Regions from separate parts of the Mus musculus genome. Here regions 2, 3, 4 and 5 are each linked to region 1. Evidence: chromatin contacts called from public HiCAR-type, HiChIP or PLAC-seq and promoter capture Hi-C data. All regions are on one chromosome and are shown on one strand. Each heading gives the region's core, a stretch centred on a gene start, on an enhancer-like site or on the middle of the called end of the contact. The rest is flanking DNA. Distances are from core to core; before and after follow the strand shown. Region 1 holds the start of Creb3l2 (cAMP responsive element binding protein 3-like 2). Region 2 holds the start of Adck2 (aarF domain containing kinase 2). Region 3 has its middle 7.2 kb from the start of Gm38789. Region 4 overlaps Slc13a4 (solute carrier family 13 (sodium/sulfate symporters), member 4). Region 5 holds the start of 1810058I24Rik (RIKEN cDNA 1810058I24 gene).

Evidence for each region. HiCAR-type assays count read pairs that join an accessible place to other places. HiChIP or PLAC-seq counts read pairs in DNA pulled down with a chosen protein or histone mark. Capture Hi-C pulls out chosen DNA fragments and counts their contacts.
Region 2: a promoter capture Hi-C map of liver shows a contact between it and region 1, with 2.4 times the contacts expected there. The contact joins the promoter of Adck2 here to the promoter of Creb3l2 in region 1. A contact is called at or near these places in 1 of 39 promoter capture datasets (pre-B cells) and 1 of 9 other capture datasets (liver).
Region 3: a contact with region 1 is called in a HiCAR-type map of astrocytes, with 4 times the contacts expected there. The contact joins the enhancer-like site here to the promoter of Creb3l2 in region 1. A contact is called at or near these places in 5 of 39 promoter capture datasets (the 3T3-L1 cell line, cranial neural crest, embryonic stem cells and 2 more) and 2 of 115 datasets of contacts at active chromatin or transcription factors (astrocytes and embryonic forebrain).
Region 4: an H3K27ac HiChIP or PLAC-seq map of embryonic stem cells shows a contact between it and region 1, with 12 times the contacts expected there. The contact joins the enhancer-like site here to the promoter of Creb3l2 in region 1. A contact is called at or near these places in 5 of 39 promoter capture datasets (the 3T3-L1 cell line, hippocampal neurons, liver and 2 more) and 4 of 115 datasets of contacts at active chromatin or transcription factors (astrocytes, embryonic forebrain, embryonic stem cells and 1 more).
Region 5: an H3K27ac HiChIP or PLAC-seq map of extraembryonic endoderm stem cells shows a contact between it and region 1, with 9 times the contacts expected there. The contact joins the promoter of 1810058I24Rik here to the promoter of Creb3l2 in region 1. A contact is called at or near these places in 1 of 39 promoter capture datasets (liver), 6 of 484 Hi-C or Micro-C datasets (CD4 T cells, the N1E-115 cell line, cardiomyocytes and 3 more), 9 of 115 datasets of contacts at active chromatin or transcription factors (astrocytes, cardiomyocytes, embryonic forebrain and 5 more) and 1 of 9 other capture datasets (adipose tissue).

What each region holds. Positions count from the first base shown.
Region 1 is chr6:37,440,356-37,445,338 of GRCm38.p6, reverse strand. Creb3l2 (cAMP responsive element binding protein 3-like 2) reads left to right here and starts at 3,191. Exons shown (of 12, transcript NM_178661.4): 1 at 3,191-3,640. The coding sequence starts at 3,539. Gm33318 (predicted gene, 33318) reads right to left here and starts at 2,829. Exons shown (of 3, transcript NR_166917.1): 1 at 2,306-2,829.
Region 2 is chr6:39,571,845-39,577,083 of GRCm38.p6, reverse strand. It overlaps Adck2 (aarF domain containing kinase 2), which reads right to left and starts at 3,208. Exons shown (of 8, transcript NM_178873.3): 1 at 1,878-3,208; 2 at 575-721. The coding sequence starts at 2,783.
Region 3 is chr6:35,403,244-35,407,974 of GRCm38.p6, reverse strand. No RefSeq gene overlaps it. Among named protein-coding and RNA genes, the nearest start is that of Gm38789, 7.2 kb to the left of the region's middle. Within about 2 kb of position 2,799, at least 8 of the 459 cell types and tissues checked have an H3K27ac peak or open chromatin away from gene starts, as enhancers often do. A contact at or near this core is called in astrocytes, where this site is marked.
Region 4 is chr6:35,287,129-35,292,576 of GRCm38.p6, reverse strand. It overlaps Slc13a4 (solute carrier family 13 (sodium/sulfate symporters), member 4), which reads left to right. Exons shown (of 16, transcript NM_172892.3): 3 at 2,647-2,783; 4 at 4,660-4,823; 5 at 5,176-5,230. Among named protein-coding and RNA genes, the nearest start is that of Slc13a4, 18 kb to the left of the region's middle. Within about 2 kb of position 3,441, at least 98 of the 459 cell types and tissues checked have an H3K27ac peak or open chromatin away from gene starts, as enhancers often do. A contact at or near this core is called in astrocytes, embryonic stem cells, liver and 1 more, where this site is marked.
Region 5 is chr6:35,249,333-35,254,547 of GRCm38.p6, reverse strand. 1810058I24Rik (RIKEN cDNA 1810058I24 gene) reads right to left here and starts at 1,838. Exons shown (of 3, transcript NM_001384235.1): 1 at 1,766-1,838. The coding sequence starts at 1,780.

The sequences.
Region 1 (4,983 bases), core at 1,942-4,441:
CAAATTTACTTCAATGGGGGAGTTTTATACCCAGATATATGTGCACAAAATGCTCTCTGGGGTTTTCCAGATATTTAACCAGCTCTTTTGGAGAAACTAAAAATCTTGGAGATGAAAAAGGGAAATTCATGGGCTGTAGAGATGGCTCAGCGGTTAAGAGCACTTACTACTCTTCCAAAGGTCCTGAGTCCAATTCCCAGCAGTGACATGGTGGCTCAGAACCATGTGTAATGAGATCCGATGCCCTCTTCTGATGTGTCTAAAGACAGCTACAATGTACTCATATACATAAAATAAATAAATAAATCTTTAACAAGAAAAAGGTAAATTCAAGGAATTAATATTTGCTGGTTAATCAAATACAAAGTGCACCAATGAACAGGGTCAGGTCAATATAGAAGGTGGATTCTGTTTTCATGATGTGAGACTCTGTCAAGTGTTGATTCTAGAAATGACAATGGCAGAGGTGAGGGGAAAGCAAGCATGGAAAGCAAATCTGTAAAGAGGCTGGCACAGAAAACAAATAATATCGGGGAAATCAGGAGAGTATCTGGCTGGCTCATCATGTGTCTGAATTCGGCTTAAGGAAGCATGGTGTCTAGCCACACAGTTGATAATAGAGAAGGGACAAGGGCAGCAGCTTCCACAGGAGGCTAAGAAGCCAGAGAAACAGTAAACTACATTGCCAAGCACTAAGATTGATGAGGGAAGGGGAATGGATGACTTTAGTATCCAAGATGGGAAACAGGAGAATGTACTAGCAAGGACTCTTGTGCTCAGTCATTGGGAAAATCATGCATGAGACAGAGGAGACTGAAGAAATCCATGGACCACACTAGCCTCTTCAGGATCACCTAAAGTTACTCAAACCTCAGGGTGTGGATGATCCTTCTCCTTACTTAACAAGGTAAGATGTGGTGGCTTAAAGCCTTTTAACATAGAACCTGTGGGTCTGGAAATCTGTGTAGCTCACCTGCCATCTGTGACCTGGGTTCCCTCACAAGTTGTAGCCATCTGAAGAGCCACATGGGGGAGAACCTTCTTCCATGGCTATTAACAAACTCAGTTAATCATGGGCTGTAGGCTTGAGGGACCTCAATTCCTTGGCTGGTAATCCACATTTTTGCCCACACTGAAGAGGAGGGGTATGCCCAAAGGTGCTGACACCTGGAGGTCATTGTGGATGCTTGCCTACCACTGGGGCATTACTAGAACCAACCTTTGTCCGATGCAGTTATGTTGGGCAGAGAAATGCTTGTGCCCTTATGCTAAGGAGAATGGACATTTCCAACCTTACTAGCTCATGATAAGTTCCCTGTAAAAAGGAAACAGGGCTTTAAACACTGAAAGACTGGTTTACAAAAGAGATGCGGTGAAGGAGACTAACAGGTCAGAAAAGAAAGACCAAAGGCTTACGGGAAAGTCGAGAAAACTACTGTATAAAAAATGTGTGGCAGTGGTGGTGCACGCCTTTAATCCCAGCACTTGGGAGGCAGAGGCAAGCAGATTACTGAGTTCGAGGCCACCCTGGTCTACAAAGTGAGTTCCAGGACAGCCAGGGCTATACAGAGAAACCCTGTCTCGAAAAACAAAAACAAAAAAATGTGTGGCTGTGCAGTGGTGGTGCTCACCTTTAATCCCAGCACTCGGAAGGCAGAGGCAGGAGGGTCTCTGAGTTTGAGACCAGCCAGGTCTACAGAGTGAGTTCCAGAATATCCAGGGCTATACTGAGAAACCCTGTCTCAAACATAGATGGATGGAAAGATAGGTAGATAGATAGATAGATAGATAGATAGATAGATAGAAAGAATAAAAAGAAAGGTCTGTATTTAAATATTAAAATAGTCTCAAAAGATCCTAGGCTAGACAAGCAGACTCATTTTACATGAAAAATAAAAGTTGCTTAAAGACAGTGTAAAGTTCTGAGACTTCTGTCTTCACACAGCAAAACCACGCTCTGAAGAAGACAAAACTCTCTGTAGACCTGATACCTGACTGTCCCCTTGTAAGAACCACCTGGAACCACAGCCCTGTATGTAAAATGGTTAAACTATAGCCAACTAAGGCTGTTTCCATAAAAGGAAACCTCAAAAGGGAAGAAGAAAAATCACATTGGGGGAAAATGCTATAGAGCAGGCCTTTTCTTCTCTAAGGGGGTCAAAGGCTTAGATCTCTTTCCCAACACTCACTTTGGGGTGCATCTTGCAGCCATTAAAACACTTATTTTCCCCTAAGCCCCACTTCATCCACGACACTCAGGAGAGTATCCGTTACCTCTTTGACCAGTATCTGGAATAGTACCCACCTGGCCATCCTCTCATTTTTTTGCCTGGTACTCCATTGGGAATAAAAGATCTGTGAAGCAGGCACTAGTGGCATAACCGTGCAGTCCCTCCCAGCTCTCCGGAGGTGAGGCAGAGGGATCAGGAGTTCAAGCTCAGCCTTAGCTGCACAGTGCAGTTGAGGACAGCCTGGGCTACAGGTAACCTTGTCTCAAAAACAAAACAACAAAATCCTATGAATTTAAAAAAAAAAATTAGCCCTCTGATTTAGGACTTGGAAACGTGTGGCAAGATTGGCTAATGTCTGTTTAATAAAGGCCATAAAACTACATAAAAAGCTAGCAATGAATGTGTGCTAGAACTGTGATAATTCAGATTTCTGCTCACGTGCGCATTTTCATATATGTGGTGCATTCTTTTAAATCCAGACAGACTCACGCGACCTAAACTAATTTGAAATGTAGACAGCGCTTCAATCCGCTTGGTTTCTCTGAGGAAATAAACTCGCGAAACAAACCTCCTTTAAGCGGAGACTCTTAGGGAGGACACTGGGCGCGCACGCCCTCTCTTATAAAAATGTATTCTTGTCGCTATTTGATTGGTTGGCTCCTCCAGGTCTCCCTAGCTCATTGATCTATGTTTCAGTCGATCATTTCTAGACCCTAGCACCCTATTGGTCCATTGCGACGCTCCGGCAGGAGGCGTTCCCCAGTGACGTAAAAGACCCTCTCCGCCCACATTCCGAGGACTAGGCGGAGACTTCGCGCGACTCTCCCTCTGGGGGAGGGACATGGATGAGAAAGGGACTTTTGATACGGTATAGATGGCAAGACGGGCGTTCGATTGGTCACTGGCCTGGAAGGAGGTGGGGTCGCCTCTGGATCCAGGGGCAGAGCTCAAGAGCCCAAGGGAGTCTCAAAGTTTGTCTGGAGCCCTAGTGGGGAGTGGGCTTGTTGCGCGAGGACTTTCTTGGGATGAGCGCTGCCTTTTTGCCTTCCTTTTGGATGCACAGCCCGATTTAACCCCTGCACCTTCCGCCCGATCCCAGCAGGCTTGTCCTCCCCGGGGAGTCACAGATTTCCGAGGACAAGGGTCGCGTAGCCTTCGGCAGGGCTCTCCCGAGTTCCTGCTCCAGTGCATAAGTTCCACGCGCGCACACGCCAAGTACACGGGGAGAAGCGTCTCACCGGCCCGCGGCGGCTCTGCGCGGTCCCCTCCTGCCTCAGCATCCTCGGCCCTGCGCGGCGCCCACCGCCATGGAGGTGCTGGAGAGCGGGGAGCAGAGCGTCCTGCAGTGGGACCGCAAGCTGAGCGAGCTGTCAGAGCCCGGAGAGACTGAGGCCCTCATGTACCACACGGTGAGGACCCGTGGTCCGGGCAAAGGGAGTCGGGGGTGAGGAGAAAAGCGGGTTTTGTCACCAGCTGGGTCCTGGGAGGCAGCGTTTGGGGAAGGGCATGACTATATTAAGAGGTCTGGGGATGGGAGTTTTCTTCTATGAACACATTAAGGTGCACAGCTGGAGCCTTTAAACTTTCTTCCGAATAAGTGACCCTTTGTATTCCAAAGCAGTTTATAGTGTTTTCCTGTCGGTAGCTCCATTTCCTATTGCTAACGGTACAGCAATGCTGGGAAGCGACGTGTTTTGAGAATAATACCTCCGCCCAGTTATATTGATTTTTTTTTTAAAATGGTAAGGTTTGTAAAAAAACACACACAATACACACACATCCAAAATTTGGACAAGCTAATGTAGTATAGTCATCCCATATGTTTTTTGTCCCCATCCCATCCAGTTTCTTTACTTTCTTGTTTATAGCTTTAAAATGTTCGTGTTAAAAGCCTTCCTTCACCGCACGGGAAGGCGGCCGCCTCACTTGGCTGCTTCATCTGCACAGCCTCGAACTGCTTCCTCCCTTTTTCAGGGGAAAATCTGAGGCAACTGCATGTTTCAGAGAGGCTCTGGGGGAGAGGTAGGACAGCTCACCAGTTCCTTCCCCGCAGAGACCTCTTTGGAGACTCAACTGTCAGAAGCGTGAATCATTTAAAGATGTCACTTTCAGCTTTTTGCAAGAGAAAATCTTGTTTGTGATAGCCAGTGCTGGTAATGTGGCTTTGTTCAGAACTCTTAGAAGTTGAGAGGGAGGGGTGGGGGTGGGGGGCACTGAGGGACTGCTGAGGGACTGAGGTAAGGACAGGCTTGGCTGCATTTCTGTCTTAGTGCTGTTAATGGGGTCAGTACCAGGATATTTGAAACTTTTGCAAAACGGCCTGCAGGCTCCACCTCTTTGGCCTTTGCCACTGGCTGACTGTATTTTGGGAAAAGGGATGGGGCCTCCTGCTGCTTCCCACCAAAGCATTTGTGGTAGCTGAGAAGGTCTGGTTAAAAAAAGAAGCCATGTGTAGGGTTTAGAGGGAGTGGTGCTTCACTCTGGGGCAAAAGCCAGATGTTGAGTGTGATCCTGGTCATCTGGCCTTCGCCCTCTGTCTATCCCGATGAAATCTTCGGGTTGGGAGCCTAGGTTGCTTCCTATGCTTTGGAAAGACCCTGAGCCTTTCACACCATAGCTGGGGTTTGTGTTTTGTTTTGTTTTTTTTAACTTTGGGGGCTCCAGATGTTTGCACTGATGTGAGCTGCAGCTTGCCACGAACGGAGAGACAGCGCTCCCCTTGTTTTTCCGGCAGCAGCTCTCAGTAAAATGT
Region 2 (5,239 bases), core at 1,959-4,458, 2.1 Mb before region 1:
ATAAAGCACAGTTTAAAGATTCAATTCTAGGCCAGTAAAATGGCTCACTGGGTAAAAACACTTGGAGCCAATGGGAGCCCCAGCCTCAAGGGCCCACACTGTGGAAGGGGAGCACTGACTCCTCAAAGGTGTCCTCTGACTTATATACACATGCCACGGCATGGCCATGCCTACCCATCACCACATACCCACACAAAAATAAAATGTACAACAAAAACGTTACGGTTCAATTTTCGTATCTGTTCATTGGCCTTTGTGGTGACAGGCTGCACAGGCTCTGTTTTCCCAGTTGCAATGGCAGTGCCAATCTTGCAACGAAAATGGGTCCTAATACCACTTCAAAGCAGAGCTCCCCTCTTCCCTCAGGTTACCTGAATATAAGCAAGAAATAGCCTAGCTGCATGACGCTGGTGGACTTGGACTATTTCTTGTTGCATCCGCTAGCATTACCCACCCTGACTAATGACATCCTGGGAAATGACCTACTCACTCATCAGTCACCTGGTTCATAACCAACAGCTAACTATGGCAAGAACTATATTAGGTGCTATTTACAGCTGAGAGAAGGAGTCACCTGTTGGACCATGAGCTTCTCGAATTCCTCCACGATCTCAGGCAAGCTAAGCCATTTGACTCCAGGTAAAAGCCCCAGGGCTTTGCTGCCAATCTTCATCAGCAGTAAATCCATGGACACCTGAGAGAGCAAGCCTGGGTGTAATACCTGCCAGAAAGAACCAGGAGACAAGACAGTGGGTCAGAGGGAAACATTTTACCTAGCCAGCACATGCTCCCACCTTCAAAACAGCCAGAGTGCTTCTTGTCAAAACGAAGGGAAGTAGCCCAATACCCATGATGCTCTTGGGTTGTGGTGGTCCCTCCTCCCCAGAAGTAGCAAAACCCAAGGTTTTTTTTTTTTTTTTTTTCCCCTCCCTCCTTCACACTATTCACACCACTGTTCTCTGAAGTCAAGAAATGAAGTCAGAGCCTATTGTGGAGGAATACACCTTGAATCCCAGCACTCAGGAGGCAGAGGCAGGCAGATCTCTGTAGCTTTGAGGCCAGCCTGGTCTACAGAGTAAGCTCTGGAACAGCCAAGGGGCTACATAGTATAAATCTACCTCAAAAAAAAAAAAAAAAAAAAAAAAAAAGGAGGAGGAGGGGGAAAGGAAAGAAAAAGAAAAAACAAACAAACTTGAGCCAGGAGGTTGTGGCAATCCCTGCTACTTGGGAGGACAATTAAAATAGCAGGGTCTTGTCTACAATTAAAGGCAAAATGAGGCCTCACAATAAACCTCAGTGGCTGAGGGTTTGCCTAGCATGTGTGAACTAAGTTTGACTGCCCCTTAGGTTCAATCCTCACTACAATAAATAAATAAATAAATAAATAAATAAATAAAAGAAATAGCTTGAATTTAACAGGTATTGGTTGAGCTACAATAGCAATAGCAGCCCTAATCCAAACTCAAAATGCTTCAATATCTGACCCGGTAAAGGACTGACAAGTGAAAAATTCCAAACCTGACCTCAGGTGATGCAAGGTCATTACACAGGTGCACTAAAAGTACTTCATGAAATGACCTATAGTCTACATGTCTAAGTTGTGGAGTGTGTGTGTGAGACATAAATGAATTTCACGTTTCGTGTTTAGACTTGGGTCCTATCCCAGGCTATCTCATCCAAGATATACAAATGCTCTACAATCCAGAACCGTATGAAATCCAAAACGCTCCCATTCCCAAGCATTTTTGGAGAAGGAATACTCAGTCTTAGAACAGAAAGCAATGTGCCCCTCACGAGGGTCTCTTTCGGATCTGGGGCAGACAGCTCAGTGGGTAGGTACTTGATTAAAGTGCTAGGCAAGGTCTGAGAGCACTTACTTTCACTGCCACTGGGATGAGGTGATCTGACTTAGGCAGATGCCAGGGAGCCTGAGACACACCCACTTCTGACCCACCAAGGTCAGCTTTAGGAAGAAGCAGTTTTTCTAGAAATGCTTCGTCGGCAAGGTTTTCTGAAGGCTTCCGGTCTTTCATAAAGGGCTCTCTCTGCATCACCACGGCCCTGGTTCCTGGGGCAGAGAGCTCCCCAAGTCTCCAGATCCTGTCTTCCTCCAACAAGGAAATACTAGCGAACGCTTTGTACACTTGGGCCACACAACCTGAACCTACAGGTTCCCGGGTCTCGAAAAAGAGGAGGCTGCCCCAATCCTCCCCAAATGCCTGCTGGAGTAAGTATTCCGTCCTTGCCCAAGGGTGGGGGGTCACCTGGACATGCAGCTTGGAGAACTGGGTACAGAAAGCCTCTGAAAAGAGGTCGCGCCGGGTGCTGGCCCATTGGCCCAATTTGATATATGTTGGGCCTGAGGTCTCTGTAGCTTTGAAAAGCAGATGGAGCCAGAGGGTGGAGAGGCCAGGGGCCAAGTAGGTGAGAGGGTACAAGAAGAGGAGGGGGAAGAATTTCGCCAAGAGCACACCAGCGCGGAGCCCTAGGCGGAGACACAGTAAGACGCGGGCCAGAGGCCCTTCTTGGGCCACCTTCTCCACTAGTCCATTTTCCGCCAGGTCACTCCAGTGAGTCTTTCTCTGGCACAAGCTGCCAGGCGCCCCCTCTCCAACACTGCCATGGGCTGAGATTAATTTGGGCAAAGTACCTAGCAGAAACCAACATAGTCTGGCATTGCGAGAGCATCCCAGGGGTCTGGAATGCCCAAGTTCCTTTCTGAACTCAAAGCATCTTAAGTGTGACAAGCAGACCCTGACAGACAAACGCCAGGGGGTCACCATCCTCTCTAGACCCCTTGGCCTAGACTGCTTGTTCTCTACCTAAAGGGAAGCCATTGTGGAGACGCTCCGTGCCGAAGCGGGGATGAGTCGGACCGCGCCCCCTAGCGCAGCCCAGGAGGGGAGGGATAACGGGGACCTGAGCCGGGGACCACGGGTGACAAGCTGTCCAGCGCCAGAGCTCAGAGTGCAGGGAGTCGCCGAGCGCCAGGGACGGAGATGCGGACCCGCGGCCTAGAGAGAACGACGAAGCCTCAGAGGGCCGCGGGAAGACCTGAGAGGCGCGCTCCGGCGGGCTCACGGGCCAGGCTCCCGGGGGGCGGCGGAGATGCCGAGCCGATGGCTCGGGACCTGCACAGAGCGGGCAGTGACAACCAGGCAGAGAGAGAGAGCACTAAGCGTCCGGGCCAGCGCTGCTCCCAGCTTCCGGTACCTGGTTCCGCCCTCTCTGCCCACGACATGCTCCTTAAAGGGGCCACGGCGCGAACTAGGGCAAAAGCGCCTGGGCACATCGAGTTCCTGTGATGATTTAGAGAAAAAACGCAGACGCGAGCTCTGTAGCCCTCTTTTCCGCGTCTGCCTTTCCTCTTCACAGCCTCGTAGCTTAAATCCTAGAAATATTAAACTACACTGAATATTACAAGTGGGTCCAAAGGAAGGACAGATTTTTCAGCTGCTGAGTTCTTGAGTCTCAGGCTACGCTGACTTAGCGGCGGTGTTTAGACCTTAGGGAATGGCTTATACACTTAACTAAGACTTATTGAGCCAAATCAGGTCTTTCTTGAATTTAATTTAATATTTGTTGAGTCACAAGAATATATACTAAACTAGATAGGTAACGATATTATTTTATGTCAAGCCCAACGAAATAAATGAGTTCGATCCGTGGAACCTACATGAAGGAAGGATGTCACCAATTCCTTTTAAGTCGTGTCCCCCACATACAAAATAAATGTCATAGAAATAAAAATGTAGCAAGGGCCACAGAAGCAGTGAGGAGCTGGTTGAATCATAGGCTGGGCTACTTTGGAGAAGAAAAAAAGGGTGTTGGGAGAGGAGCCAAATAAAAGTTCCAAAGTAGGAAAGACTTTTGATGTTCTGAGGGGTGTGTGTGTGTGTGTGTGTGTGTGTGTGTGTGTGTAGGTGATAGAGCATGGGAACTGAGCCTACATAGCCAGGGAAAGGGCTTGCAATTTCTTCTCAGCGCTCTGGAACTTAAAAAGCTGCCTGCCCTGGGGCACCACAGTCCCTACTACCTATCAACAGCTTTTGTCCCTGTGTGGAAAGAAATTTGCACAAAAGTCTGACCAAGGGTAGATTTAAAGACATCCCAGGTGAAAAGGATTATAGAAAAAGAGAAACAAGGACAAGGCCAGGGTTCCTATCACTGGACATGTCATTCAACCTCAAGACACACACCCCCTGGCCATCCAGAAGGCTCAGAAGATATAGTAATTTCTCCAAAGGTAAGATCAGGGCCACTAACAGTCAGGAATAGTGGAGTGGCCAATGGCTCTTCCTGTATGGTCAATAACAGTCCAGTTCCTAACTCTAAAAGATGGGGTACACCCTTTGGGTTTCCCAAGGCAGACATGATGCCTTACACTGCTTTGAAATGTGGTCAGGTGTCAGGCACGGTGCCCTCACTTTCAATTCCAGTAGGAAAGAAGGAAGGAAGGAAAGAAGGAAGGAAGGAAGGAAGGAAGGAAGGAAGGAAGGAAGGAAGGAAGGAAGGGGGAGGTAAGGAAGGAGGGAAGGAGGGAAGGGAAGGAAGGGGTGGGCAAAATCTGTGAGTTGGAGGTCAGTCTGCTTTGTATAGCAAGCTCCAGGCCAACAGGGACTACATAGTGAGACCCTGTTTCAAAAAAGCAAAATAGGGCTTGGAGAGCGATGGCTCAGTGGTTAAGAGCACTAGTTGTTCTTGCAAAGGCTCTGGGTTCCATTCTTAGCACCCGCATGGGGTTTACAGCCATTCCTAATGAACAAGTTCCAGGGGGGTCTGTGCTCAGACCCATATACATGTATAACACTCACACATAATATAAAATAAATAAATCTACCTAATAAGAATTTTTAGAAAAGAAAAAGAAATGTGGGCAGGCACTAATTACAAAGTATCCCCTTTCTCCTGACTCACTTGCCTGTTCTGCCCCAAAGTTGTTCACAGAAGACTTGAATTGTTCTGAGTCCATCATTTTAAGCCATGGCAGTGTACTGGCTAGTTTTGTGTCAACTTGACACAGCTGGAGTTATCACAGAGAAAGGAGCTTCAGTTGAGGAAATGCCTCCATGAGATCAAACTGTAAGGCATTTTCTCAATTAGTGATCAAGGGGGAAAGGCCCCTTGTGGGTGGGACCATCTCTGGGCTGGTAGTCTTGGGTTTTATAAGAGAGCAGGCTGAGCAAGCCAGGGGAGGCAAGCCAATAAAGAACATCCCTCCATGGCCTCTGCATCTGCT
Region 3 (4,731 bases), core at 1,550-4,049, 2.0 Mb after region 1:
GGAAAGGGCTAACATAAGGATAAGTTAAAAGTTTTTCATGGAAAGATAAGACCATGGTGCATACATATATATTGAGACTATTGGGGAAAATGTAAGAACTATATACATAGTACTTGCTCAGATAGAGATTGAGATTAGTGAAATCAAGCACAGATTATATGAACTAGCCAAGCTCACAAAGACTGATACTCAACGTCTGAACCCCTTTCTTGGTATTTTCTTGGCTTAAACATAGCAAAAGGAGATGACCCTGTCTCTTTAAGCACCCCCAAGAGCTCTCCCTAGAGACGTGGGGAGGTGAAGCTCACCAATCCAACCACAAGGTAAATCAGTTTTCTTCATTTTCCTGATACAGTCCTCCCTGTAAGAAAAAGAAGTTCTAGCCTATGTCTTAACCAATTTAAAATCAATGTCAATGACTGTCTCTCATGCTTAAAGGGAGCACATAATTCCTGGGGTGGGGGGAGGTTGGCAGCCCAAAGGACAACAGAAGCATCAGTGCTGTTCTAGTTCACCAAAGAATAATACAAGAAAGGCCACAGTGGAGTTGAGTCTGAATGATTCCCAAACCCATAAGGCTGAAGGGATAAACACATACGAACAACCGAGGCAAGACCGTGCCATCATAATACTACTGTACGCTATCTAAAGCTTGAGCACGATGCCAGCAAAATTCCAATAGCATTCTTTACGAAAATAGAAAGAAAAAAAAAGGTCCTACATTTCATATGGAAATGTGGAAAGCCCAAAATAGCCGAAGCAAAATGAACAACACGGAGGTATCCTGACGCTCAATTTCAGTTACACTAGAGTAAGCATCAAAACAGCATAGTACCGGCACAAACACAAGTGGACCAATGGGAGCAAAAGGGGCTTCTGCAGCTACAGCAGCTGATTTCCAACAAGGTGCCAAAGCACGTGCTGGAGAGAAGATGTCGCCCTTAACAAATGGTGCTGGGGAAACTGGCTAGCCATGTGCAGAATGGAGCTGCGTCCTCATTGTTCACCTGGTACAACAATCAATTCAAAATGGATCAAAGGTCTTAATGGAAGGCAGGAAGCTTTCAAAACACTGAAGAAAAATAGGCAGAGATTTCCTAGAGAGGACTCCCATCATTCAGGAAATAAGAGCAAGACATATGGGTCACATGAAACTAAAAGGCTGCTGCACTGCAAAGAAAACAGACTGAAGAGACAGGCTACAGCATGGGAGAAAGACTGCCAGGTGCACAGGCCAAGTATAATAGCTATAACATGTAAACAGCAAATGGGTAAACGCCAACACGACCAATAATTCAACAAATACTATGTTTTGTTTGTCTTGGATAAAGAATCCACATATAAATAAAATATAATATATATAGTATACAATGATATATAATATTATATATCCACAGCAGACATTTTTACAAGTTATGTACATGGTTCTAGAAGAGAAGGTTTAAAGCAGCCCAACAAATAATATACTGTCATATATATTACATATTACATACTACACATTATACATTACAGATTTCATATTACATAATATGTTACATATTATATGTTATATATTAGATATATAATTATTATAGTATTATATATTATTGTTTTACATATAATATAAATATGACAGCATATTATTTGTTAGGCTGCTCTAAGCCTTCTTTTCTAGAACCATGAACATAATTTGCAAAATGTCTGCTCTAGATAGTTCTCCCTTTGATCAGTTAACCAGTTTTCCTCAGGATTAAACCCACAACCTATTCTTTGGGGCACCCAGGTCTGGCCAACTGAGAGAAAACACAAGGGCAGACGCTAGAGTTTTCTTGGTTCCAAGCATCTTGCATGAGGCAGGGACCCCAGAAGAGCAGTGATGCACCTGTTCTTGTCTGCTACTACTGGTGGGATGAACACCATGGCCAATAGTAAACTGAGGAGGAAAGAGTTTCCATCCATCACCTTACAGTTTGTAGTCCGCCATGAAGGGATGCCATGGCAGGAACTGAAGCAGCAACCATGCAGGAATCCTGGCTTATTCCTCCCGGTTTTCTCAGCCTGCTTTCTTATATAACCCAGGGCCGCCTGCTCGAGGATAGGAAGACTCGAAATGGACAGAGCTTTCTCACATTCAGTAGCAGTCCAAAAACAGAAAGAAAATGTACCACAGACTAATCTGATGGAGGCACTTTCCCAAAGAAAGTTCCCTCTTCCAAATGACCCTGAATGATGTCGCGTTGACAAAAATTAACCAGTACAGCATCCAAAGGGAAGAGAGAGTTAAAAGGCCCTTTTTCCTCCAATGAGGTCCTCAGCGCTTCACCTTGAGATGCTGTGCTGGATATTTTCATGGTAGCTTGACCCAAGCTTACGTCATTTGAAAGGAGGGATTCACAGTTAAGAATATATAAATATATGTAATTCTATTTATAAAATAAATATTTTAAAAATGTATTGGAGGCTTTAAGAAATAATGCCTCTCCTCTCCAAACACACTCACGCACCCCAGGAAATCCTGAGAAGTCCGTGTAAACCTTCAGAAAGAGATAGAAGAAGGTGTTTGTTAACCTGGCATCAACAGAGCCAGGCAGAACCCCAGTGGGAGCCAGGGGAGGGAGCCAGCTCTTCAAGGCTGCCAAGGCTGTTGCCCCTTCACATTCCCCCCACGCAGAAAGTTCCAGGCACAGATCCTGGTGTTTGCCTTCCCTGCAGGGAAAATGCCTGTGGAACGTTTTCTTGAGAAACAAGTCCCCTGCTCGAATGTGCAATGCGATGCCAGTACAGAATGTGGGGAATGCCGGTCACCTTCCAGGCTGCAGCAGGAAGCCTGGAATTCTAGCCTAGTGCCTGTCTGTTCTCTGCTGTGTGGTGGGAGGTAGCACCTGCCAGCTTCACTCCGTCCTGTGGATCCAAAGTGGAGCCCCGAGGTCCGTGGGACACGTAAACAAACAAAGCTGAAGGTCCGGTTCTGAGTTGTAGAGGACTGGGGTTTTTTTTAAGCCCATTTCAAAGTGAAATTCACTAAGGTGAAACCCAGATGAAGTGCCAAAGGAAAAGGAACACCCAGGAGAGGGACAACATTGGCACAACAGAACCTAGAATCCTCCTATGCCCTCACTGTCCCCCGACTCCCAGTCTCTGTGATCCCAGCGGCCACTTAGCTCCTCAGCAGTTTGTAAAAAATGAGGAGAGTGTTCATTGTTGCTATCTAGAGGTAGCCATCATGAACTCTGGTCCCCCACCCCCACCCCTACCCCAATCTGTAACTATGGAACCAATGAGGCCTTAGCAGCCATGGCAGGTTCTCTGGGTGGGCAGGGGATGGCATTCATTTGTCTCAATGGTATCGAAGTTTCGGATGCCTCTCTAAGATCACGTTTTTTTGGAGGACACCAGGTCTTCAAACTTAAAGCCTTGCCCAAGGTGTTGGTAGCCCTGTGTGAAATTGAAAGATGCCCCTCCCTGCCCATATCTGCCCATCTAGTTCAGAGATGAAGACAAGAAGAGCTGGAGCCTCAGGTGCATCAACTTAGCCCGGGGACGGATAGGTCACCATCTAAAGTCTGCGTGTTGGCAAATAATGAATGTGACTACTGGTCAGAGCAGAGTTCTAGCCACAGGTCCAGCCCAGGGCTCAAAACTCAACATGGCTTTCCCTTTCAAAGACTTTCCTTGTGCCCTTTTATAAATAACATCTAGACAAATGAAGGCAGCAGCCCTAAGCAATAACCGCTACCCCTCTGTAGTTCCTTTCCACCAGAGTCTATTCATAGAAATCACTACATTAGAACTACATTAGAGTTCTCCAAGCTGAGGAAATAGAAAACCACACACACACACACACACACACACACACACACACACACACGGAGCTTTGCTCTGCACTGACTTTCACTATCACATTGTTAAGTGGCCATGAAAACAGAGGACCCAGTGATATTAGACAGTTGGGGCATGGCTTGATCTTTGAGGACATGGTGACCATTTACCCTGCCAGGAACATGAGAGGCAGGGCTAGGACACTTGCCTTGGCTGCAGTACAAGGCAAACCTAAGCTAGGAAGGGCAACGGCTTCAAGGACACAGGGACCCTCCTTCATTGAATATAAAGGAATAAAATTGCTTCCCACAACACTGAGGCTTGATGATAAGACATCAGAAGGAGATTATCCATGTGTCCTCACGTTTGTTCAGCAGCCTGCTCAGTAAAGAGACCAGGAAAGGGGGCAGCCTGAAGGACTCCAGGAAGCCTGGCCTTTTGTCAGCGTTGAGCTGGGCCTGCTTCCAGAACAGAAGTTCTCAGAGGACCCTGGCTGGCAGCAGCTCCTGAGGCCTCATTCAAACTCAGACCCCCAGGTTCCAACCCGGCCCCACTGAATCAGAAAGTGATGTAGGGAGGACGCCATAACCTGTGAGTCTGGTGCAACTCAGTTGAGGACTGCTGTCCTGGGAGACAAGGAGGCCAGAGTGACCTTGCTTGCTCTCTGTTGTCTAGACCTGCAGACCAGATGCAAAGCCAGCTCCAAGCCCAGATCTTGCCCTGAGGCAGATCCCTGAGTGGCAGCATGCATACATGAGTCCTGTGACTTCCAGAGCCACCCGAGAGGGCAGTCTGTCTCCTCAGCTACAGATGTACAGTACATTTTGAAACTCCATTTCTGCCTGGTCTCTGCCTCCTGCTCCCTTTCCAGGTTGATGGGGGGGCAGAGAACAGAGCATGCCAGAGGAAGGGAGAACCCCAAGACTACATTCA
Region 4 (5,448 bases), core at 2,192-4,691, 2.2 Mb after region 1:
AACTGCAGAGCGCCTGGTGTGCAGCAGGTGCTCTAGTCTACCAGAAGTTCCTCTTCTTACTTAGGGTGGGACCCAGAGAAAGTAGTCTTACCTCTGTGTAGCACTCACTGAGCCTTCTAAAAGACATCACAGACAAAATGGTGTTAGGGGATGTCAAATGCCAAAGAAACGGAGAACACACTGTTGTTACCAGCCTCCCAGGAAAAAAATTGTGTTCTTATCAACTCTTCAGAAGCAGAGAGTGAGGTCATAGTGTGATAGAGGGGCTGCGTCACACAATTTCTATGTCTTGTGTCTGCTATGGGGTTCCCTCTTGGCAGGCAGAGGAAAATACAATCGGGTTCCCCGAGCTAACTCAGAGGTCTAAGAAAAAAACTAGAAAGGAATTAGATCCCCACAGCAGAGCCTGCAAGCATCCAGCTCTGCTCACTCATCCTAAGGACAATGTCTTTCCCAGAAAGGACTCAAGCCACCCATAGTAGAAGACCTTCTATGCTTCTGGGAGCATTAGTGACCATGATCAGCTGAGAGGTAAGCTTGGAACAAGAGCTAGATCAACCAGAAGCACAGGTCTCTGCCTCCTAGAAAATGGTTACAGACATGAATCATAGCAATTCAAGCCTATGGCATTTTCATGGGACAAAAAAGAAAGAAGAGCAGGTGCCATTGCTGTGACTATGTTGGGTTATTTGAACAAAGTTTAAAACCTATCATGAAAGCCAGCAGACTCCTTTCCTTCTTCTTCTCCTTCTTCTCCTTCTTCTTCTTCTTCTCCTTCTCCTTCTCCTTCTCCTCCTCCTCCTCCTCCTCCTCTTCCTCCTCCTCCTCCTCCTCCTTCTTCTTCTTCTTCTTCTTCCTCTTCTTCTTCTTCTTCTTCTTCTTCTTCTTCTTCTTCTTCTTCTTCTTCACTTTTACCAAGTCCTTCCCATCCAGTGTCAGACTCCCTGCCTTTCAACTCAGCTACGCCTTGGCATTAATCACCATATCCTGACATGCTGTTGCATTAGTTCTGGTCATTACTAGATTACACTTCCCATGATGACAGACGGGAGCTATGTTCTCTTACATCTCTCACTGTGCCTCGATTTACTCTCTAATCAGCAACTAGCTGTATTTGGGGGATGTGTGTGTGTGTGTGCATGTGCGTGACTGTGACTGCAGACATGGATGTGCCACAGTGTAGGTGTGGAGGTCAGAGGACAATTTTAAGGAACTAGTTCTTGCTTTCCACCTTATTTAAGGTAGGTCCCTCTTGTTTCTGCCACAGTGTGACAGTGTAGCTGGCCCAAGGACTTCCAGATGACTCTGTCTCTGCCTCCCCTCTCCCCCACAGGAGTACTGGGATTGCAGATGCATGCTACCAAATCTAGCTTTTAACATGGGTCCAGGGGATTCAAACTCCTATACTCAGGCTGGCTGGCACATACTTTTTTATCCGGCATGCCATCTTCCTAGCCCCTCAACTTTTTTATGTTCAATAATCAAAAGATAACTCTTAGTGTGGTTTTATAAACATTGTTGACTCCCACATATTTCACTATACTTAAATGTCCTTTATGTCTCAATTATTTTTCCTGCCATTAAAACTGTTCTTGTTTTGTCACCTTAAAAGACATTTTAAGTTAAAAGTTCATCTCCTCACTTTTTTGCCATGGATCCTCTAACTATGTGACTATTATTTATTGAGTATCTACTTTTGCATGTTATTCCACTGTTGGCAATTTAAAGGTTTTACTAAAAGACTGAAGAGGTGGATATAGAAACTCAGCCAACTACAGTATACCCCTGATCTCAGCCTTGCCCTGAGCACTCCATGGTGTATGGAATTAACTAAAGCCACAATCCCAGCCTAGCCCTGAGTGCTCTACATTGCAAGGAATTAATAGTGTCCCCAGGGAACAATCAGAGTTTAGAAGCAAAGGAAGGTGTTCTGGAGGGCACCAGGCCTGAACTTGGCTTTGAAGCCTGTTCCAAATGCACAGCCAGACACAAAGACAGAATGTTCCAAGTGAGAATGTAGCAGAACATAGGTGATGAGGAAAGGGATTCTGAGAACGGAAGGATCCAACAGGGACGGGGCTGGATGTACCAGGGAGACATGTGGACGAGAAGGGAGGGTTAATCAAAGTGAAGGACAAAAAATATAAGTTTATTCTTTCTTTATTAATGTATTGGTTCTTTCTCATTTGAGTGAAATGGGGAGGGGGAGTAAAAATTGTAAAAGTACCTTCAAAATTTCTATCCCACTGAGTGTGGCAGTAAGTCTAGTTCTTAGCTTTTGAGTCAGGGTTTCTCTGCATAGTACTGGATGTCCTTTAACTCATTCTGTAGACCAGGCTGGCCTCCAAGTCGAAGATCCACCTGCCTCTCCATCCCAAGTACTGGGGTTAAACGTGTGCGCCACCACTGCCTAGCAGAGTTGGTATTTTTAAACAACCAACTATTCTAGCTAGTAGTAGAATGCTTGCCCAACGTGGGAGAGACCCTGGGTTTGATGTCAGAGCTGAAGAAGATAAGGAACTACCCAGTTATTTGAATAAGCCTCCCCTCACTGCTTCTACTTCATCAGCCTCTGCCTCTGAGAACACACTGTCCTGCCCATGGCCTCTTCCCAGGTGGTGACTGGCCTTCCTGACCCCCCTACAGGTGGCGGCTGAGTACTTCAAGAACACCACGCTGCTGTTGGTGGGCGTCATCTGTGTGGCAGCAGCTGTGGAGAAGTGGAATTTACACAAGCGCATCGCCCTGCGCATGGTCTTGATGGCGGGAGCCAAGCCTGGCATGTGAGTCACATGGCATGTGGGGTCCTGGGGCAGTGGTTCCTCTGCTAAGTGGGAGGTGACACCAGGATGATGGACTCCCACCTCCCGCACCTGTGAGAGAGATCCCAATAACTAGGAGTGATCCTGATAGCCACAGAATACAGATCTGAATGGTAGCCCTGATGTTACTATCACCTGAATCTAAGGAATTCTCTTCACAACCTGGACCACAAGGACAGGTTTGCAACACCTGAGGGCCTTGTGAGAAAGCATAAAATGGACCAAACAGAAACAGTTTCTCTTTTTTTTTTTTTGCCTGTGGGTTAGAGTGCACATAGGTCAAAGAATTGGGTGGCTTTTCCATTGTCATTTAAGAAGCCATGAACATCTCTTCCCATCCACCCAAGTTGCTGAGGGGGGTGGGGGGAGTGTTGCTTCAATGCCTCACATGCTCCCTCTTTCTCCTTCCACTCGGCCATCAAGAGACCCAGCAAGGGGGCATCCTCACCCTCACAGCATTCGTGAGGGCATCAGGGTGGACAGTTTTGTGTGAGCCTTGCTCCCACTGCACAGGATCTCCTTTGTTCCTCTTCCCTTTCTCCACTCCTAACGGCTCCGGCTCCTACGTCTATGCAAGCTGCTGCACCCGCTGGAAGAGCAGACTAGAAACAATGTAGCACTGTTTTCAGCATTAGTCTTTCAAATGAGTTCTTGGAACTCTGAAGCCCGCCCCTGACTCCCAGGTTGCAAAGCAGAGCCTTGCTAATTATGGCTAAAGCCACCCAGGCCCAGCAACCGGCTGCCCACTCTGTGCTTCCAAGGCACACAAGGAGCATTGCTTCCAACATAGTGGGACCTTGTGGCTCCTTTGACTCTGTTCTGTTTTTTGTTTTGTTTCCCTTGTGGTACTGGGGGAGGGGTGGAGAGAATGAATGAAGCAATCGCTCATCCTTGCCCTAAGCAAGCACTCAAGCCCCGAGCCACATCTCCAGCCCCTGCATAGCTCTGGAAATCTTTATCCTATCAACAAGAATGTCCACCTGTCTGGGTTTGCCTTCTTCCCTATTTACCACACTACCCAGCAAGTTCATGCCGGCATGGCTCGATATCATGGCGCGCTATCAGTGGGTGTGCCAAACATGAGAGCTATGTTGCTCTCAGCTCAAACAAAACACTGCCAGGACTCAGCCCTGCTTGGGCACAATCCACACATGTGCTGTCTCCTTTGTGCAAAGTCATCTGAAGTATAAACAAGTCATCTTTGTCTCCACCTCTCCTAGGCAGCAAGCCCCAGGTCTGCACAGGCACGGTTTGCACTGTGCTTCCAAGTCAAAGGGAAATCATTTGAAGGTTATTTTTGTTCTGTGCTCCTCCAAGCTTGACGCTTTCAGAGACCAGCTGGAGACACACACACACACACGCACACACGGACAGGGGAGACTACTGTGGCTTTGTGGCCATCCTTGCAGCTAGTTGGCACTGGGACAAGTCGTGGGAGAACGAAGTGCCAGGACTGTTTGCTCCCAAATTACTGTGCTGACTTGCTCAGAGCATGGGGTGCCCTAGACTTGCTGGCTGCAGGGGAGGGGAAAAAGATCCCCTTATGCATAAGAGACACACCACAGAGCTCCACCTAACGTCCACACAGAGAGAAGGGAACAGCCTCTGAGTCCCTACCCTGGATCCTTTCTATCAAAGCTAGCCCTTCTTTCTTTAAAAGCTTTTTTCCTGGCCATGGTCACTAGCCACGGCTTGGGAATCATTTGCTGGACCAATGCTGAAATAAAGGGTTACCCCGCACCAAGTTCTGGGAGTTTAGAGGTGAATGGCACCTGGGGGCTCATTAGGGTCATAATTCATCAGGATAACGCTCTGCCCAACCGTCCCTGCCCTCCAGGCTCCTGCTGTGTTTCATGTGCTGTACCACCATGCTGTCCATGTGGCTCTCCAACACCTCCACCACCGCCATGGTGATGCCCATCGTGGAGGCGGTGCTGCAGGAGCTCATCAACGCTGAGGAGGAACAGCTGGCAGCCGGCACTGAGGAGGCTGAGCTCATGGGTACAGTTCACTGGGGGCCCATCTCCCCTTTGCTCCTCCCCCCAGCCTGGTGCCCATCTTCATTGGAGCCTCTTGGCCATGCCAGCAGTCACAACCCAAGCTACCCTTAGCCCATTCTCATTCTTCCTACGTTGCTCACAGGCATCCTCCACCCCTTCTCTTTGTCCCAATTTCTCAAGCATTATTACAAAACTCCGGTGTCTGCCTGCATCTACAGCCCCACTATGCCTTCAGAGCAGAGAGAAGGGGAGAGGCCATCACACCTCTGCCCCTGCCCTGAGCCCCTGGCCTTCCACATACGGGGTCCACTGCAGCCTTAGTTTTAACTTCCTGTGTTTCTTTACCACTTTAGGTCTTGATGTAAACAACAGACAGACGTCCATGGAACTCATCTTTGTCAATGAAGAGTGAGTATGACCATCCCTCTTCCCAGACGGAGCCTCTTGGGGCCATTAAAGAGGACAGGAAAGATAAGACCAAATCGTCTCTTTTAGATGCATGTGCCAAGCTCGCCATCTTGTCCCCATCCATAGGATCTACCTCTGACGATCTTGAGGGGGTCTCCCCTAATTCCAGAACACTTGGGAATAAGGAGGAATACAAAGACCCACGTTAATTCCAAGTA
Region 5 (5,215 bases), core at 589-3,088, 2.2 Mb after region 1:
TCACAGCAGTGCTCACAGTCCAATTCCCATCTAGGTGTTCCTTCAAAGAACTTCAGCCAAGCTAGGAGCAAGCTGTGGAGTGCGGTGTGGAAATAGGGGTAATGGGTAGACAAGCCACACAATCAAATGCAAGTTTTCAACTTAGGCAACATCTCAGAGGTTACAAAGTATTCAGCTGCCTTGCACCATCAAAGGGAAGAGCCTGGAATCTTTCCACCACACCCAAGCCTCTCCTATCAGTGGGAGGCCAGTTCCCATTTCTGATACCTTACAGAAGAGACAGGGCAGTATATCTCAACCACGATTTAGTGTTTACGTGTTCAACATCTTGGCTCCTTTTGAAACCTCATGAGGTGCAAACTGAAGCATAGAAAATTTAAATAACCTGGCCAACACCCACCCAACCCCACGTCCCCAACACACACACATACACACACACCTTGAGATTAAAGATAGGGTCTAAACTCTTAACCATTTAGAAAACAGTTGAAACGGCTAATGTAAAAAGCAAGATTTGCAGAAACTAGCAGTGTTTGACCAAGTTCCACAAGAGGAAAGTTGATTCCATCTCTGTACATCTGATTCCACTTTTCCCAACAAAAGCAATGAAGAGGAGACAGACCCAGGGCAAGAGAAGGAACATCAGTTACATCCTAGCTAAGCATCTAATGGTCGGCTTCAGCATCTCTCCATAAATGTTGAAAATTTTGAATTTTCCAATCAAAACCCATGTTTAAGTACAGAGCGCTAGTCCCGCACCAGGTAGCCTCATTCAGCAAAGCACTTAAAAGGTTAAGTGTAATCGATTTAATGTTCTCCCTGCTTATCAATGAACAGCAAATGCAGTGGAAGGGCCAATCCTATCACCTTACACTAGCTGGCTGATGCTGCTTTTAAAAGTGATTCCTAACAAGTAAATTACTGCTAATTACTCCTACCTCCTAAACTAAGGCCTAGTTAGGACACTAGAGAAACCCCAGAGGCAACTGAGTCTTTGTAGGGCAGTTTTATGTAAACAATACTCATTCTCGGAGCACCAGGTAGCCACTGACCGTGGGAAAGAAAGAAGATATCTGCTTTATTAGAATTCGAAGATGAAACGCTTTCATCTGAAAGTGTTTGAAAACTTTCATCTGAAAATTTGACTGGCAAGTTTCCTAGAATCCTCAACAGGCAATTTTAGAAATACTTGATTTTTGCCAGAAAAACGTGTTAACTCAAAAAGGAGACTTGAAAGGGTGTGGGGAGGGGCAGGTTTTTACAAGAGTTACTCGCAGGGCAGTCTGACTCACTCCTCAAAGCGGGCAATCTGTAAAGGTCTGAAGAGGGAGGGCACTGTGGATCTCTCGCTGCGACCTCGTGATGTGGCTGACTAATGCACGGCGTGTGAAAGGCACTCTGAGGCCTCAAATAAGCCGTATATAATAGATGGGGGTCTACGGGAAGTCGCGTGGAGAGGACAGGAGCCAAGTCATCTTGATGACTCCTCCGACCCAACTTACCGCGAAGATTTCGCCAAGAGCTCACAGTAAGTGGTTTTTTGAAAACGCAGTCATATCACTGACACCCCAAAGTTTTCGGAACTTGAAGGACTACATATAAACAAACCCAGGCAAAGACCCAAGGACTTAGGAGGAGGCCAGAGGAAAACTGCGCGAGCAAACCCGAGGGCGACGAGCCCCAACTGCAGAGCCGTGCACCGCCGACCCGGGACCCCGGGGGAACGAGGCGACCGCGAGGCCCGATCCTCCGAGGCCCCACTCACCAGGAACTGGAGCATGATGTCGGTGGGGAGGGCGAGGAGGGTGTGAGAGGTGCTCCAGCTCCAGCTCGGCTCCGGGACTCCTCCCCGGCGCGAGGGCGGAACCCGCTGCCAGGTTCCGGTTTACGCCCCGCCCCGCCCTGCCCCGCCCTCTCCATTCCCGGAAGCGACTCGCGGAGCCGCAGCGCCCTCTGACGGCCATCTCGGGAAGCAAGAGGGCGAGGTGCAAACCTAGGCCTCTTTGAACCAAAGCCTCCGGGTGACAAGGACGCTGGCAATTGTATTAATACAGTCAGACGTGGCTGTGTTACCTACTAAACCAGGGTGGGGGTGAGGTAGCGGGTGCCATGCCAAGTGAACAACTCACTCTCCTGGGAGCCTTTATGAAGTCCACACTAATCTCCACCACAGCCGACTCTCAGACGAAAAGGGGGAAAAGGTTCCATTTCACAAAAGCCCACAAGTGTGCTATGCAGCCTAGTTAAGGGTAGTCCTCAGCCACGTGATAGATGATGGAGAGAGGTCTGCGGAGTCTGGCACGACTGGATCCAAGTAGCGATTGCTGGCAGCCACCAGCAACCTATCTGAAGTTTACTTCCTCCTCAAGTGGAGCGCGAATCATCTACCATGCAGGAGCCAAAGATGAATCCACTCTTGTCCGGTCGCGCTGCTGGTCACCCACATACACAAGCACATCGAAACCACCCTTCTCATGTTGCTCTCAGTCTTTGGAATTGACCTTTATCTAGTTAAGGGGTACTCTGGCTTCAAATAACAGAAAAACAAATCAGCTGCGCCTAGTGGGGCTGTTAACCCTGGGACAATGGCAGAGGACTACTTAACATATCAAAGTGGACCTGGCCTCCTGGTCCTCGCCAGCATCCCTCAGTCCCGGCCTGTTACAGGGTGTGGCTGGCACATGCAGCCCTCTACCCTAAACTCACCAGTTCAGGGGCTGGGCTGCTTTTCCCGATGAGGCTTTTCCCTATATAATCCAGCCATTTTGGTTACCTGAACTGTGATGGTTTACATATGCTCGTCCCAGGGAGTGGCACTATTAGAAGGTGTGGCCTTGTTGGAGGAAATGTGTCACTGTGGGGATGGACTTGGAAATCTTCCTCCTAGCAGCTTGAGGATGCTCTCTGGCTTCCTTCAGATGAAGATGTAGAACTCTCAGCTCTGCCAGCACCATGCCTGCCTGGATACTGCCATGCTTCCACTTTGGTGACAATGGACTGAAACTCTGAACCTGTAAGCCAGCCCCAATTAAATGTTGTCATTTCTAAGAGTTGTCTTGGTCATGGTGTCTCCTCACAAAAGTAAAACCCTAACCAAGACCCGAACCTTTTGTTCCTTTGCCCTTTGGGCCCCTGTATCTCATTCTGCTGCCTCTCCCCTCCTCAAAAGAGGAAAATATCTCTCTCTCTCTCTCTCTCTCTCTCTCTCTCTCTCTCTCTCTCTCTCTCTCTCTCTCTCTCTCCCAGCTCAATCAAAGTCAAGTTCTTTGAGCTCCCAGATGTCCTTGCCTCTAGCTATGTCTCCCTTTCTTCTCCAACCAACTTTCTCCTCCACCATCCCTAGTCAAGCCCTCTCTCAGAATTTCCCTCCATTTCTGTGTTTCTCCATCCATCCACCTCATTACTTCTCTCCCTCCTCCCAACTCATCTGCTAAACTGACAAAAGAGCTGATTAGAGGGGAAAAAAATAGAATAAAACATAAAGATCACACACCACCAAGGGAAAGGTCAATAGGTTTGGCATACTAAAATGTATTTAAATTGAGAAAAAATAACCCAGTGTACTTTAATAGCTGCAGAGAAAGTGGGGTGAGGCATTCTGAATTTTTTATTTAATCACTTTTACCCCTAAAAAATAATAATAACACAATGCACTGGCTAGTTTCATGTCAGTCTGGTGCAAACTAGAGTTATCAGATAGAAAGGAGTCTCAATTGAGAAAATGTGTCTCCTCTAAGATCCAGCCCCAAGGCATTTTCTTAATTATTGATCAATTGATCAGTGGTGTCTCACGCCTTTAATCCCAGCACTCCGGAGGCAGAGGCAGGCGGATTTCTGAGTTCGAGGCCACCCTGGTCTACAAAGTGAGTTCCAGGACAGCCAGGGCTATGAGGACCTGAGTTCCGGTGCTGGGCAGCTAGACTGACAAATCTCTGAGGCTTGCTAGCCATCGAGCCTAGCCCAAAGCTGTGGATTCCAAGCCAGTGAGCGACCCTGTTTCAGAAAGTAGGATGCAGAGTATCTGAAGCGTGACATCTAAGGTGAACTAACCTCTGATCTCCACTTACACATACATACACATTTAACAATTGAGGTGTTATCAATGGTGTGACAAACGCAGGAGGAAACCTAGAATACATATCGGAGAAAGCACTATAGACAACTACTGATTGGACAAAAACGAGAGGCATCCATTGTACATTCCTCCCAGTTCTTCAGAAGATCCAACATTTTCAAAATAATGTGGGGAAAGTGGGATTTAGGAAAGGCTAAATTCACACCTTGTACAGTATAGATCATTATGAAGAGAACATACACTTCAGTTATACTGATTAACTGAGTGAAAATGAATTAAAGTCCTATCTTAACTTAGTCAGAAATAGAGAGCCTGCCCTTGAAATGCCAAAACTCTGTAAATCGATGTCTAAAAACTGATTCTCTCCCCTTTGTTTTGCACAGGAACACATAACATCTTCTCCCCATGTCTCCTGAATCCAGGCATCAGCAAGGCCTTCCTACCCATTACCCTCTGCTGCAGGATGTATATCAATTCTGGTCAGCTGTGCCACTGCTGCTGCCACCGCTGCCACCACCACTGTGTCCCTCCCTCCCGCACACTTTCCCACTGCCCTCTGACCTCTAAAGTTAGTCCCCTGCACTTCTGGAAGCACTGATGAGAAAATAAGGTAATGCTGGTGCAGTAAGATGGCTCAGTGCATAAAGACACTTGCCACCAAGCTCAAGAGCCCGCCCGGAATCCTCATGGTGAAAAGAACTGACTGCCCCGAGCTGTCCTCTGACCTTGCACAAGCTATGGTTTCCTTAGCTCTGCATCTCTCACAGGCTTACAAAATGCTCAGGCTTTGATAACTGGCAGGCTTACATTCAGTCATCTGTATGTGGGTGCTCTCTGCCACCATGCACATAGAGGACAACCTGCTGGAGCTAGTTCTCTCCCTCTACTATGTGTATTGCAAATCCAATCTCAGGGCATCAGCCTCAGCAGCAAGCCTTTTATGCACTGAGCTACCCTGCTGCCGGCCCAATGCTGTGTTCTTGGTGGCAGACAATGGCTGGATGGAGATCCATGTCGGTGGCAGAGCATCTGTCTACCAGGAGTGAGGCCTTAGGTTCATTCCAGGCCAGGGGAGTGGAGCGGCAGGCAAGAGGCTTGCACTTTGGATCCAGTTACAAGTCTCCCTAAGAGTGTGCTAGC